2 separate regions of the Mus musculus genome follow, and region 1 is linked to region 2. The links are chromatin contacts, called in public Hi-C maps. All regions are on one chromosome and are shown on one strand. Each heading gives the region's core, a stretch centred on a gene start, on an enhancer-like site or on the middle of the called end of the contact. The rest is flanking DNA. Distances are from core to core; before and after follow the strand shown.

Evidence for each region. A called contact is a pair of places that touch in the nucleus more often than the background predicts.
Region 1: a contact with region 2 is called in a Hi-C map of pancreatic cancer cells, with 2.0 times the contacts expected there. The contact joins two enhancer-like sites. A contact is called at or near these places in 14 of 39 promoter capture datasets (the 3T3-L1 cell line, 3T3-L1-derived adipocytes, the C10 cell line and 10 more), 2 of 15 datasets of contacts at CTCF or cohesin (the NIH/3T3 cell line and large pre-B cells), 35 of 484 Hi-C or Micro-C datasets (B cells, LSK cells, the STO cell line and 22 more), 8 of 115 datasets of contacts at active chromatin or transcription factors (astrocytes, bone marrow-derived macrophages, embryonic fibroblasts and 5 more) and 3 of 9 other capture datasets (adipose tissue, embryonic stem cells and macrophages).

What each region holds. Positions count from the first base shown.
Region 1 is chr1:150,114,101-150,119,096 of GRCm38.p6, reverse strand. No RefSeq gene overlaps it. Among named protein-coding and RNA genes, the nearest start is that of Ptgs2, 17 kb to the right of the region's middle. Within about 2 kb of position 3,461, at least 62 of the 459 cell types and tissues checked have an H3K27ac peak or open chromatin away from gene starts, as enhancers often do. A contact at or near this core is called in the NIH/3T3 cell line, the STO cell line, adipose-derived mesenchymal stem cells and 4 more, where this site is marked.
Region 2 is chr1:149,853,587-149,858,337 of GRCm38.p6, reverse strand. Pla2g4a (phospholipase A2, group IVA (cytosolic, calcium-dependent)) reads left to right here. Exons shown (of 18, transcript NM_008869.4): 14 at 654-893. Among named protein-coding and RNA genes, the nearest start is that of Pla2g4a, 110 kb to the left of the region's middle. Within about 2 kb of position 1,362, at least 60 of the 459 cell types and tissues checked have an H3K27ac peak or open chromatin away from gene starts, as enhancers often do. A contact at or near this core is called in the NIH/3T3 cell line, the STO cell line, adipose-derived mesenchymal stem cells and 4 more, where this site is marked.

The sequences.
Region 1 (4,996 bases), core at 2,212-4,711, 260 kb before region 2:
GGATGAAGACTGGACTGTAAAAAAGGATTAAAGAATTTTTTTTAAAAAGGAAACTAAATCGTCACACACACAAAAATCTTGTTTGTTTGTGTATCATTTCACAATTCAAGCAGAGAAAGTGGATGTTTGTAGCCTTGGCTGGCTTGGGATTCACAGAGCCCTGCCTGCCTCTGCTTTCCACGTGCTAAGATTTTAGGCATGCATCACCATGTCCAGCTGAGAAAAAGGAATTTTAAAGATGCTTATCAATGTTTCTAGGGAAGAAATCATCCCCCCCTCCCTCAAAAAACATTTGTTTACTTTATTCATTTCATCTCATCCGTATGTTTTCTGTAAAGTAAACCTTTTTTTTTTTTCCAGGCTATCAAACAATTTAAGACACTGGGTATCTTATTCTAGCCCTGACATTAGAACACTCGTGTGGCACTTCAGCTTTTCTTCACAAATGCCAAGGAATCACAGTGACTCACATGACTGTATTTAGAACACTGTGTGATAGCAATACCTTGAAAGGCATCGAAAACGATGCTACCTCCTTCCCTACGCTATCTTCCCTAAGCTATTCCTGTTCCCTAAGGTACAAGGACACTAAGAAATAGTAAGGGACCCTGAAGTTGGAAAGCCCCGCTGTGCTGTGTGCTATGTACCAAGGAACTCTCCTGCAGGAGCAAATCTATGCTCTCTCTCTGTGTTCTCCTCTCCTCTCCTCTCTGGGGAAAGAAACTAAGTGAAGCAGTTCTCTCTAGAGTCCCCGTGAGAAGGTTTACAGATCAGAGAGTTCCGTACACGCCCCATCCCCAGATGCCAGATCGTCATGACACAGATTAGAATGTACAGAGGAATTTCAGGAGGACATAAGCATCCTCTCTATAGAACTATAACACTCCGAACTTTGTAAAATAAAAACAAAGTAAGACAGAAAGATATGCCCCATATATCACAGGCCTGTGCTATTTGTCCTTGGAAAGTGGAGGCTGCAGAGGTCAAGATTCCATAGAGTGTCTCAAAACAAACAAAAAACAAAAACAAAACAAAAAACAGAAGAAAACAAACAACCAAAAAATAATCAAAACCAAAACAGTAGCAATAAAAAATAGGAAAAAAACACCCCACCCCCACCCCTACCAGCAGCAACCACCATTAAAACAAAGCTAGGGATAGTTCTGAATTCTCATTCCTCTCTCAAATGTTTTTTAAAGATTTTATTATGTATATATATATTTATATGACGAGTACAATGTAGCTGTCTTCAGAGACACCAGAAAAAGGAATTCCAGATGGTTGTGAGCCACCATGTGGTTTCTGGGACTTGAACTCAGGACCTCTGAAAGAGCAGCAATGCTCTTAATCGCTGAGCCATCTCTCCAGCCCCACTCTCTCAGATTTTTACTAAAACCTTCCAGGTCACTTGAAAATGTGAGTTTACAGTAAAGATCATATTTTAGTGGTTTCTCGGTTGAAACGTTTTTCTATGTCTATGACCTTCTGCATCTCTGTACATACATACTTCTCCTTACTGCTGATGGCCTTTCCATGGTGTTGAACCCCCTGCCTTAGCTTCCTAAAACAGACCACGTTCAAAGGGCCCGGAATGAGGTTCCATGAGGACATTTGAGTTGTTTGTTCGGGTACGTACCTTTTAGCAGAGTCGCACAGCCTGTAACAGTAAAAGTTTAGTGGAATTCTGCGGCTCATTCCTATTAATACAAACTAATACCTGCACAGGAAAGTGGGGGGTGGGAGGTGGGGTGGGGGGAGTCCTCCACAAAGTCAAGGTCAGCCAAAGCCTGTGAGCTGGCTCGGTAGGTAATAAAGGTAAAGTCACCTGCTGGCAAGTCTGAGGACCTGAGTTTGATCCCCTGAAAAGCATAAGATGAACCTCAAGTTGTCCTCTGACCTCCACAACATGCCAGCTGTGTCCACACACAACATAGTAATTATTTTAATGTCAATTTGCCTTGAGTGATAGTTTGAAACAGAAAAAAAATAAATTGCGAACAACTGACTCTGACTGGACAAAACCCTTGGGATTACAGACCTGGTCACTGCTTACATGCCTCTACTTTCATTTTTATTTACGTTTTTAGTTTGATCAAATATTAGCAAGCATTTAATTTAGTTAAGAAATTGAATTGAAATAAGGATTTTTAACAGTTGCCTGTATTGGCGGAACAAGAATCACTTTCCTAATCGCAGAAAAATAACTTATCATTGTCATGTTTTTTTGATGTATCTCATATACCAGGCTAGCCTCGAATGAGTTATGTAGCTGAGGACTATCCTCCTGCCTCCACCTGGAGAATGTTTAGGCCTCTTGAATTACAAGTCTGTACCACCACAGCAAATTTCGAGCTCTAAGGTGAGGCTAGAACGAAGGTCTTCCTACATGCTAAGCAGACACCACCAACCTAGCTCCATCTGCGTTCTCTAGTTTGCCTTTTAAAGATGAGGAATGTGGGTGTTTTATTTACCACAAAGCTGGAAATGGGAAGAGCCAGAGCAAACCAGGCTGTCTAATTGCAAAGCCTGAGAACTCCGGGAACCTGGGGCACCGCCACATCTTGATCACCTGAGTGTTATCAATAGGGAATTTGCAAGGTTTACAGCGTCAGAATTTGTCTAGTGATCCACCATTGCATTGTAATCGCAATGTCTCTCTAGTGATTTCAAATGGAATCCTAAATTGCTAAACATAAACACAGTTTCTGCTCTAAATTAACCTACTAATGTAAATTTATTTTAAGAATATTTATGGGGCTGGCAAGATGGCTCAGCGGGTAAGAGCACTGACTGCTCTTCCAAAGATCCTGAGTTTAAATCCCAGCAAACACATGGTGGCTCACAACCACCTGTAATGAGATCTGACACCCTCTTCTGGTGTGTCTGAAGTCAGCTACAGTGTACTTGTGTATAATAATAAATAAATAAATAAACAAATAAATAAATAAATGAATATTTATGGCATGTATCATTTTGTAGGTGTGAAAAGAATTTAAAAAAAATAATAAAGAATATCCATTGCTAATGTATCCAGTTTGAAAGTCCCCCAAATTGGAGATTTTATACAAGTACAATTTATGTGTTTATTTATTTATTTATCTATTTATTTACTTATTTTTAAGTCAGAGTCCAGCTGGCCTCAAAACAAAACCAAGAAAGCAAAAAACCCAGCCTCCTGCCTCTGCTGGTACCACCCGCACCGGACTGGATTGATCAAGTTCTTTCTTTCAAGCAGGATTTCCTCCAAATTAAGGAGCATTATAAAACCTCAGCAGTGAGAGGTTAGATAATACTCTAGATAAATTAAGTCTAAATAAAATATAGCATGATAATGTTAGATTTTGCATTTTAAAGGGGAGGTTTCAGGGTGTGGGCGAAAGGAACATTCTTGTCATGTGAGTCATCGCCACCCTTTTTACTGCTTAAGGAGCAAGAGTGTTTACCCATTGGCCCCTTTTCTTAGCCTCTTTCAGAATGCTAAGTCAGTGCAAGACATTCTCTCAAGAGCATACCCCGCCCTGTGTTTGTGAATGTCGTCATTATGAACAGTTTTGGTTAAGAGCCAGGGGAAAGTCACGCAATAATGCTACCACATCACCTACTCGGAACAATAGGGGCAAGTGAAAGGCAAGGGAACTCCATCCCCACAGAGGCCACGTGATGGGAGTTCCTGAGATAGAGAGTTAGTGATGGAGTCCCCAGGGTGCAAGGTTAGCCTAACTCAAACTCCTGGCTGCTTTTGTTTGTAATTATCTAGGAAAGAAAACTACTGGGGTGTGAACTGTATGTGGCTTGTTCTGTGTTCTTAATTTTGTGGAATCATGACTCTTTTCTTGAGCACTTCCTGGAAATGTGGCTTCTATGTAATTGGAGTATTCATTTCTGAGAGCGAATGTACATGGACCTCTCCAATGACTTGTGCATTGCTTAAAATATCGCTTGAATATCATAACTCACATCTGCAACCTGAGCATTTGGAAGGGTGAGGCAGAAGGAACGCCTTGAATTGAAGGCCAGCCTAGGCTACATAGTGAGTTCCAAAAGTATGTTATAGAAGAGTGTCTCAGACAACAAACCACAAGAGCTGATGTGCTGGCTCAGAGGATGTAGTGGTGGTCTGAATGAAAATGGCCCCTGAGACCCATAAGGAGTGACACTATTAGGAAATGTCACCTTGGAGGATGTGTGTCACTGGGGGCCGAGGGTAGGCTTTGAGATTTCAAATGTTCAGTCCAGTATCTCTGTCTTCCTACTTGCTGCCTGTTCACCCTCCACCCAGATGTAGAACTCTCAGCCTCTGCAGCACCAAGTCTGCCTGTGCCCCAGCCATGCCTCCTGCCAGCCATGATGATATTGGGCTAAACCTCTGAATGTACGTCAGCCAAAATTAAATGTCTCCTGATAAAAGTTGCCGCTGTCATGTTGTCTCTTCACAGCAATAAAACCCTAACCATGACAGTGGTAAGAACACAAGTCTGACAACTTGAATCTAATTTCCAGAACCCAGGTGGTAGAATGGGAAAGAGAGTCAACTCTGGCAAGTTTTACACACACACACACACACACACACACACACACACACACACACACAGAATGTAAACTTAAAAATAATTAAAATGCAAATATAAAAAAGTTTAGTAGAAATTGCAAATAATTTTAATATAAAACTTTAAAACAAAAATTTAAATTCAATTTAATTAAACATTAAACACAGCAACACCCAATCTGATCTCTCTTGAATTCTGATTGAGTTTAATGAGGGGTGGATCTTGCTAAAATGATTCTTATTTCTTAGATTACATAACAGAGAACTTTTACTACTTATCTTAAGCTCTTTTCTTTACTATATCTTTAGCCTGTGGCTGTTAAGTTCTGAAAAAGTCAGTGTTTCTGGGAGAGGGAGGAAAGGATCTTTAAAGAGGGCCAGATAGGAGGAAGGGGCTCAATGAATCTATGGGGCCTGAAAGAAAAAAAGAAAAAAAGAGGAGGGAGAAGC
Region 2 (4,751 bases), core at 113-2,612:
AGAACACAGAATGAGCCCTCCCCTAGAGTTGATCTGGGCATAGTTTGCGAGGAGGAAATCATTTGTCATTGCTTCTCTGGACCACTGGTGAATTTTAAAACACTTTATATCATTTGTTTAAATTACAGAGTTTTAAATCCCCAGACTTTATAAGCAGGTCATAAGATCGATGCATGAGAGTGTTTATTTATCAGCAGTCAGATGGTGGGTCTGCTGTCCTGCCTAGCTTTGTGTAATTCTTGGATGTTTATTAAGCAGGATATGGACTCTTAGGAAAAATTAGAAAACATAGGTGGTAGTATGAAGTAATATGGACTCTCAGTGTGTGTCTGTGTTGTGTGTGTGTGTTGGATGAAAGAGAGCTAGGGAGAGGGAGAAGGAAGAAAAATTTTTATGTGAAAAATTTAAATAGATCCAGAGGTTTCAGTGAAGAATATAGACTGACCTTGTGTGTAGGTAAAAGGTAACTATGAGGACTTGAAAACAAAAAACGACTGGGCATTTATATTCTGTTATATTATTTTATTTTATTGCACAAAAGCCCTAGAACTTTAGTTTTAATTTTGATGATTAACAAAGCTAATAATAGCCAAAACCTGTACATTTTGGCACGTGTGTAAATATTTGGCATGTGGCATGTTCCTCCCCTTCAGGCACCGAGAATGAAGAAGCTGAAAAAGAGTACCAAAGCGACAACCAAGCAAGTTGGGTCCATCGGATGCTAATGGCCTTGGTGAGCGACTCGGCTTTATTCAATACCCGAGAAGGACGTGCCGGAAAGGTGCATAACTTCATGCTGGGCTTGAATCTCAACACATCATATCCACTGTCTCCCCTGAGAGACTTCAGCTCTCAGGATTCCTTCGATGACGAGCTCGACGCAGCGGTAGCAGGTATGTAAGCCGTCTAAGCTACTTCAGGATATCTTTAATTTTAATTGGGGAGAAGCATTGTAATTATGGTCAACATTTAACTAGACTCAATTTTAAGAACATTGACTTGTGAGAGACATTACTACTACTGCTACTCCTACTACCACCACTACTACTACTGCTACTATTGAAGAAAAATACATTGGTTAGGTAATGGCCTAGCCATGCTAGTATAGAAAATATTCTTTGAAATACTTTCTTAATTGATCAGGGTTCCCCTAGAGTCAACAGGAAACCTCTACCGTGATAATTATAGAATAGTGTAAAGTAGGGAAATAGGTGCTTCCAGAGTTGTTCCAAGGATTAGAGAAGCAAGTCCGAGGCTTCCAGGAGTGACTCCAAAAAACACCAGACTCATTCCCCAAACGCCTCCACAGTCGTGCCTGGCAACGGAAAGAGAAGAAGCAGCACAGCTATGTCTCATTTCCTCCTTTCTATCCCGTGGGCGGGCCTCTTTGGAAAAGGCCAGGTCTCTACAGATGGGATCTTTGAGGATGCGATGAAAGTTCTCTAGGCCTGGCGCCCCCTTGTGGTAACAGGGAACGTGCAGCACAGGGGTTGGAGTGGAGCCTTCTGCAGTGCCCATCTGGACAGGGAAAATTCCTCTCCAGTTTTCAGGCAAGACTAGGAAACCTTGTGAAGTTGCTTGGTTAAGAATCTAGTCACTTTCACACTTGTCCCTAAGTGAAATTCCCAAGTGTAGTAACCTTTTATTCTTCAGTTCCCTGTGACTTACAGATTAAATGTTACGTTAGCCTTGCTGGTAAGTTATATGGGATACATCTTTTATATGGTGGCCTGAAATTTTCCTCTCAATCACCCCATCATCTTATCTTAGTCGTCTAAATATCATTTCTTAATCATCTCTGTCTTAAGGTCATTACTATGATGCTGTAAAACTTTAGATCAGATAAACAACAAAACTCCCTGAAGCTTTCCCATTGCCTTTGGAAATTATTATAGGCTTCAGAATTTGTTGTTGGTTTCTGTTTGTTTGACTTTAAGGGGAACAAATGTTGCATTTTGTATTGCGTGCACGGCCTTAAATTCTTGGATATGAGTTACATTTTTTCTTTATTTCTTTATTTCTTTTTTCAAGACAGGGTTTCTCTTATAGCCCTCGCGGTCCTGGAACACACTGTGTAGACAAGGCTGGCCTTGAACTCAGAAATCTGCCTGCCTCTGCTTCCCAAGTGCTGGGATTAAAGGCGTGCTCCACCACTGCCCGGCATGAGTTGCTTTTAATTATACATTTATTATCCCCAAATCTATGCAGATTATCTGTAATAAAAATCTAATTGTGATAGAGTAAGTTTACCCGAACTAAAAATGGATTAAAACATACAGCTGGAAGCATTATTTTTCTTGTTTTGTGACTATACTGTTTGTCTTAACTGTCCTGTGGTAAATGCTTCTTCTGAAACTCGTGCTTTACGGTGACTGCTGACAGAATCAAGCAAATCATACTCATAGCTGTTAGATCTATAAAGGACCTTCAGCTACTTAACTTTCTAGACAAAGAATATCAGAGAAACTAGTTCTGTTGTCTTTGTTCCAAATGGCTCAGCAAATCTTGGCTTGGGCCACAGGTCTCAGGGGCTGTTCTAAGTCTTCCCTCCATCACACACCACCCATCCCTGTGGCTTTATTAGTCATTGTTTTGCTGATGTAAGAATGGAAGTTTTCTTGGTGTATACTTCGTTTCATCTCTTTTTCAGTATCATTTTGCCAAAACAGTTCATCTGAGGTTTGCACTGCATACATCCTAGCAAACGTTCCCCACATTTCAAGAACTTCCTGGTAGTTTTATAGTATCCAATATGCTTTTATTTGTCAGTGTTAGGACCATAAGAGAAAGCACTGAGTTCCAAATTAATTTTTTTAATATTAAACAATACATTTATGTGTATATAAATAACACAAAAACATTTGGGACCTATGGAGAATAAGCAATCATTTGCTGCTTAAGTGAGATGAGAATTGAAAGGGGCCACCCTGTGTTTCGGTGACTGTAGGAATTATGCCTCTTTATTGTTTGTCTTAACAGTTGTTCTGAACCCTCACCTGGTTTCTTTCTTTCATTCCTTTCTGCACTCGTCCAGAGTTTAGATGCACTCGCAACATGCTTGGACCTCAAGATTCACCGGCCAGCGTGTTCTGTGTAACCTCTGCTGTTGTGAAGATTAAACACACTTTAAGGCCTTTCTTCCAGGAGCTCGTTCATGGGAGGATTTCTCTGCTTTGGCTATAATAACACGAATAGGAAAGAGAAAACGAGCCACTCTGAGGGAGCTCTAGGTCAGTGAGGCATAGCGATACACAAGTGTGGCCAGCCTGGGGTTTCCCCTTGCTGTGAGGTTGGGAGAATAATTGCTGTGTATATATCACCTTGTCTCATGCCTTTTCCCTGAAAAAATAAAAATAAAAACACTTATTAGCAATTTAAAGAAGTAAAATCAACATAAGGAATGAATCATTCTAAAGTGTATAGCATATACACTAAACATTTGTTCTTGAGATTTGTTTTAGAGTAGTACGTTTTGGTTATCTAGTTATGTGTCAGTGTATGTGCACAAGGAGGCAAGAGAGGGGTTGGCGCCTTGAGGCCAGACTTCCAGTTGTGCACTGCCTGATGTGGGTGCTAGGAATGAAACTTGGGTCCTTTGCAGGGACAATTTGTGCCCTTAAACACTGAGCAACTTCTCCGGCTTCAGTGTTTGAGAGGCTCTTGACGCGTTCCAACGGAAAGTTGGTTTCTGTTAATAATCTTGGAAAAAGGTTTATTCTTCCATCTCAGTAAACACTTCATTTAAATTATTTTTTAATGTGATTTGTGTTTACTTGATTGAGATACACATGTAAAAGTTCTAATTAGTTCAATAATAAATTCCTCCAAATGTATTATTTAGATACCACCATTGCTAGACATAATTGTGTATTAGGCTGAATTCACCGAGCTTGTTAGTGTACATACAGATGAGGGTTTTCCAGAAAGAAACCTTATCTTCTTCCCGTCCTGTAGGAGTTTTAGAAAAATCCCATGTTTATTGTGAAGGCTAAAAGGTTTATCACAAACTGTGATCCCTGTGGTTCAAATGAGTTTATTAAAATTCCTGTGTATAGCTCAGTGCATAAAGTCACTTACTGTCTTGTCTGACACCCTAAGTGAAACCTCCAAGACTCATATGACAGAACCAACTCCCTCATGTGGCCCTTAGCCTCTATACATGGGCAATAGCATGTGTGTGACCTCCCGTCTCACACAGAAAGAAGTAAATAACAGTAATAAAAAGTGAAACAAAACCCAAAATACCCCTTCTATAGTGTACAACTGAAATGCCACTTTTAAGATAGTGAGAAGATATTCCCCTCTTAATTGTACACATTCTTTATGGAACCTAAGGAAAAGTAAAGGCTTTACATTTTAGATTTTGTCCAATGTACACATTAATATTGGAAGAAGCTTATATCTTATTCTATGGCAACTCTGCTCATACACATTAAATTTTGAGTGACACAGTTTCTTAGTCTAAAATGAGTAAAAAGGTGCAGTTATCTCATACCTAGGACTTCAGCTTTCAGACATTTTGAAACAAGATAAATTATAAAATAATAAAAATTGCCATATTAGTTGTGTGTGAAATAGTTAATTGTCTGTAGAAATAAATTTTGGAGGAGTTATTCATCAGTCACGTGGCTTCTTTCCTGTTTACTTTGTGTTTATAGTGTTTACTGTGACACACATTATCTTGACTAACAAGTGGACATGAGATAATTCAGGCCAGAGTTCAAGACACAGATATCCAAATATTTGTCTGT